Regions from separate parts of the Rattus norvegicus genome. Here region 1 is linked to region 2. Evidence: chromatin contacts called from public Hi-C data. All regions are on one chromosome and are shown on one strand. The core of a region is the stretch at or near the end of the contact, and the rest is flanking DNA. Distances in the headings are between cores, read along the strand shown.

The links. A called contact is a pair of places that touch in the nucleus more often than the background predicts.
Region 1: a contact with region 2 is called in a Hi-C map of prefrontal cortex, with 1.8 times the contacts expected there. The contact joins two enhancer-like sites. A contact is called at or near these places in 3 of 12 Hi-C or Micro-C datasets (the A7r5 cell line, frontal cortex and prefrontal cortex).

The regions. Positions count from the first base shown.
Region 1 is chr1:10,419,692-10,422,391 of GRCr8, reverse strand. No RefSeq gene overlaps it. Among named protein-coding and RNA genes, the nearest start is that of Trnaa-agc27, 52 kb to the left of the region's middle. Within about 2 kb of position 1,396, at least 13 of the 93 cell types and tissues checked have an H3K27ac peak or open chromatin away from gene starts, as enhancers often do. A contact at or near this core is called in prefrontal cortex, where this site is marked.
Region 2 is chr1:10,362,352-10,365,051 of GRCr8, reverse strand. It overlaps Hivep2 (HIVEP zinc finger 2), which reads right to left. Exons shown (of 9, transcript NM_024137.1): 6 at 633-808. Among named protein-coding and RNA genes, the nearest start is that of Trnaa-agc27, 110 kb to the left of the region's middle. Within about 2 kb of position 1,326, at least 8 of the 93 cell types and tissues checked have an H3K27ac peak or open chromatin away from gene starts, as enhancers often do. A contact at or near this core is called in prefrontal cortex, where this site is marked.

The sequences.
Region 1 (2,700 bases), core at 147-2,646, 57 kb before region 2:
CAGGAAAATTTACATCTTATGTTATGTTGGGGTGCTCTTAAAGGAGACTGTGAAGCCCAGTCCCTTCCTCTTTCTCTCTTTTATGCCCTAGTCATAAAATGAGCAGCTTGTACTTTAAGCAAGGCACCCATTTGCTTCCTTGACACATGTCCAAAAGAAATGGAGCTAAATGACCATGGGCTGAAACCTCCAACATCATGGCCCCAAATAAACCTTTTCTCTTCATAAGTTAATTACCTTAAGTATTTGCTACAGCAGTGGAATAACACAAGGGGGTTGAGGAATTAATATCATGTGGCTATTTCCCCCTAATTAAAACATTTTCTCCTAGAAGGAGGCTTCTTAAGACTTAGGGTAAGCAAACTCTATGTCTCAGAAAGTTCCTGAAACTTACAAGATTCCTAAAGCCTCTCTCCAGTCTTATAAAAGTAGTAAGAATTCAGGAAAGAAGAGATGCACTACTAGTCACGCCACCCACGTGTCTTGCAGGGAGCTCTGGAGGTTTGTCTGCCACTTGTCATTGTCCACACTCGGGTAAAGCTTTTGATAATGTAGCTAGCTGCCTTTCAGTCATCAATGCCCCTGTCCAGAGCTCCTTCTCCATCTACCTCTATGTAACTTCAATAAATCATTGGTTTCCTAAGCCATGCTTGAGTGGAGTCATTCCTTCTGCCTATCATCTCCGTGTGGCATGAATTCCCATCTGTTCCCATCTCCCCAGGAAAAGTCACACTACAAGCATTCATGATTGAAGGGAAATTCTAGTTCTAATGCTGTGGGCAAGGGGAGCTGAAATCCAGGGGCCTACTGCTGGGCCAGAATGCACAGCATTTGTAGGGGATCCTATTGGAACTCCCCTACCACAAAAAGGCACCTTGGAAACCACCTTCACATGGGTCCTAGGTTAAGAGACTGTATCTGTATACCTCCTGCATTTAGGAGTTCTGTCTCCAGGTGAATTTTACCTGGTACTCCCCTAAAGTGAACAAACTCATTTACTGCGCGCAAGGACACTTACATATTCATAGCAACTACTCAGAGGTCTCAATGTTCAGATGCCATGCCATTGTCAAATATTCCCCTCCGAGACACCTGCTCCTTCACCTCTCACCTCCCTCCTTCCGCATCTCCTCAGCCTTCCTGCTTCCCCTCTCTGCTTATTTCAGTCAGTTCTTAGCATCTCATTTCACCTTCCTGCTCTGTAGAGAGCTATGTGTGGTTCTTACCTTCCCCCCAGTGGCATTTAAAGTGTTTCTTGGTGCAAAACATCCTATTCATTGCCATAGAAACAGGAAACTCAGTGTGGAAGAAAAAAAAGGAGGGGGGGGGAAGGAGTCTGACACTCTGCAGCTATGCAATTCTGTTATTTTGCCCAAATCCATAAATGGCAACATGCTGGGAGATACGCAGAAAGCCAACCCGTGGTTAGAACAAGTAGAGGAAGGGCTTCTTGTTCCCAGGAGACTTAGCACAGGTTTTAAAGCAGGCAAGAAGAGACTAGGGTGCAGGCAGTGGGGAGGGGGTGCTTGTCTTTCCCCAACTCCTCTCGGTGTTACTGTCTATAAAATGAAGCTATTATCACCCCCATTACCATCTCACTGGGGTCATAGGAGGGTACCCCATGTGACAGCTGGATTTCAGCCCTTTCTGGGCTCACCACACCCTTGGATAGCGTAGGCCAGTGTCATCTGTTCTTGACTGTATACACTCCCTAACATAAAACTGAGATGATGTTCACAGCCACATGACTCCTAAAGAAAAGCCAGCGAGCTTTGGCCATTCTTGATAAGAAGTATATTTTAAAAAGCCAAACTTTTACACCTCTGGGACAACCGAAGATGAGCTTTCTTTGAGCTCCTCGTCTCAAAGATGACTAACTCTTCATTCTTTAAGCGCTAACCTTGTGTCGGACCTTCGAGCATTCCAGTTCCCTGGGGAACTATCATCCCTCAACTGAGAATAGACTGGGGAGATAATGCTGAACAAAGCTCAAGCTAATGTGCTCAGACTTCCTTGGCCATGGCCTTTCTCAGAGGCATTTCAAATCCAGAAATGCTCCTCCCCACCAACCAGAAGCCCTGTTCTGACTGTCTTCCTTGTGGTGTGTGTTTGTCTATTCGGTATCCACCAGTCACAGAGGCAAAGCCAGGTTGTTGACATCTCCACATATATGCAAGGTCTGATTGCACGGACCTATGACAATCATTTACAGACCCTCCCAGCAAACCTGAGTTTCTTCTGGTCTCTTCTAACCAATTCTTTTAACCCATAATGTAATGCCCCCCTATGCTAAGCCATTCAGATTAGGAAGTAATTGACAGGAAGCAGTAGCGGTCCTATATGAAACAGCATGCCCACTTAGAAACACCGCCAGTCATCTACCTAGACACAACCCTACCTTCCCTTATCTGTTATATCAGTGATGGAATCGCCTGTCTTCTTACATACACATCACGGCTATGGGAATACTGTCCAGGGGTCATGGTCTCCTAAAGATAGGTCAGCAGCATCTTCTTCTATAAATAGGGTGACCATATGTCCTCCTGTGCTCCACAGAGCCCCAGCTTTACCCCTGTTGACCTATGTCATCACAGAGACTTAGCTCATCCCCTCTCACAGCAGTTCAAACTTTGAATATTAATCATATGGCCATCCTAATAGAAAATTTAACCACTTCTTAAATAGATAAATGTCTTTTAT
Region 2 (2,700 bases), core at 77-2,576:
TTAAAACACACATTTGCAAGTAACAGGCTATCTCAAGGCAGGTCCTAGCTGGATGAGATTAACTCTTGAGGTCTGAGAGTAAGACTTGTCTCCATGCTGATAAATACAGAGAGCAGAAGCTATCAAATCTCTATGTATAATTAATGCAGCTGTGGATGGAGGGGCCCACCAGGGAGTCTGTGGGTCCTTACATTATTTATAATCTTGAAAGTGACCATGGCCACATCTTTTCCTCCCAGTAACTTCCCTTGCTTATCCACTGCCATTCATGTATCGCCTCCCTGCAGAATTTCAATATTAGTACAAATATTACCTAGCCCACATAAATTTCCAACATGAAGTAATAGCTATCCAGACACTTCTAAGCCACTTCCTTCAGAGACAACCTGCCTGGCCCTCAGTCTGCAGCTCTTAATTAGTCATAAAAGGAGTCTCAGAGTCTCACATACATCCTTTGATCCTGGACAGGAAGGAGGAAATATATCTCAGGGGGTCATATTTTCACAAACAAAACACTCTCTATGCTTGGTGAAAGTGAGTTACAAAGTAGGATTCAGAATCCTAAGTAGCCGGAAGTTTTCCTGAAACCTTTCCTCTCCCAACAACAACAGCAACAAAAGTCAAGCCCATACCTTTCGTCTTGAAGGCAAAATTACATAACTTGCATACATAAGGCCGAACATCAGTATGAGTGCGTATATGTTTTTTCAGCATGCTTGGCTTCTTACAGCGAATTCCACACTCTTCACAAATGTACTTTCCCCGTCCACGTCCTCTGACATACACATAATCTTCATTGGATTTGTACCTATTTGAAGAAGAAGCAAACCGCACTGATTTTAAATACTCTTATCAAACCAAAAGCTAGTCATTGCCTGTCTTCAATTGTAAGAGGGTCTTTTCCAATTATTCACCCTGACTTCTATGAACCCTGAGAAGTTTATACAGCGAACAGTTGAGACAATTGTGTAATGGAATTATTGCTGTAAGCAAAGTTTTATTCTATATGGAATTACAGATTTACTGATGGAATATACAAATGTTCCAACAGATTTACATAAGCTCAAAGAGATACAGACCTGGATCTCCCACTTTTGGGCATAATATAGCTTCCCAACAAGGAACATCACTGAATGCATACCAACCTATTAGAATAACGATGCTTTATGCATAATCTGTTAACATGACATCATCTATATTATACGTATGGAAACACTCCTCTACATTTGCAGAAATAATTCTAACTGAGAATAGAAATCTCTCTTGCAAGTTTCCACACTATTTTTGCAAGCCTGGCACATGTGTGCCTCCGAAATTTCAACTTAACCCAGGCTCGGCTCTGCTCACCAACTGTTGTCTACAGATTTGATCTGCTCTTCCCAGGATCATGAATCTGTACTCATGGAAAGTCTAAATTTCAACTGGCTTCTTGAAAGCCTTGTTGCGTAATGAGAACTGGAGACTGTGGGATAAAATTAGCATTTGTTTCCTGAAGGGTTGGTCTGTAAGTGTATTTGAGGCCGTCTCCAGTCATGAACTTGAGTTGAAGAATGTCTCTGACAGAAGAGGAGATACCTAGCCAAATGCTCTGCAATCTATCTTGATTAGAAGGTGACAGCCCATGAGAAATCTCATAGATTTAAATTATCAAGCAGTAGACCTGTACTGCACAACTCAATAAATGGTATGATCCCTCACACCACAGCGGGGCTAGAATTTTAGATCCCAAGTCACTGTGGCAAGAAAGCACTTCTGAAAGTTCTTCGTATAGCTTCCAAAGGTAGGCTAACACACAAAATTCTTTGTTTGTTGTGAAATTCCTGGGTGGTATTTGACCTAGAGTTGTTTGGGGTTGTTTTTTGTTTGTTTGTTTGTTTGTTTTGTCTTGTTTTGTTTTTCCCCATTTGAAGAGGCTTTTGACCATACCCATCTTGCTCTAGCTAATACTCCAACAGGTACAAAATCAAATTCAAATTCAATTACCCAATTTGTATAAGGCTTTTCAAGATGAAACGTCCATCCATATATTGGAATACCAACTCTGCTATGAATAAAGTGTCATCTTAGCATGCTTGGCATTTCGGTAAGCACTAATCAAAGGGGAATGTGGGCATTATCACTTTCGCATGCCCTTTACCCTTTCAAAAACATTTCAACTATGGCTTGGCCTTACAACTTGTTTTCTTCTCACATGTGCATTTTACAATGAATCACAGCACATCCTCGAGGCACAAAAAACCATTCTTCTACATTCAATTTTGCTCTCTGTTCCTAACAAGTATGAAACTGCTTAAAGGGATATGATGATGTTACAGAAAGCCAATATTTTTCAGAAAAGGATACTCTAGCTTTATCTGTATTGGGGTTGTACTGGCTGGTTTTGTGTGTAAACTTGATACAAGCTAGAGTTATCTGAAAAGAGGGAATGAATTGGCATAGAGAAAGTTCCACAAGATTTAGCCATAAGGCATTTAAACAAAAAAATTAGTGGTCAATGGAAGAGAGAGCCCAGCCCATTTTGGATGGGGTCATCCCTGGGCTGATTGTCCTGAGTTCTAAAAAAAAAAAAAAACAGGTTGAGCAAGCCATGAGGAACAAGCCAGTAAGCAGTACCCTTCCATGGCCTCTGCATTGGCTTCAGTCTCTGGGTTCCAGCCCTGTTTGAGTTCCTTTCCTGATTTGCTTAGGTAATGAATGGGA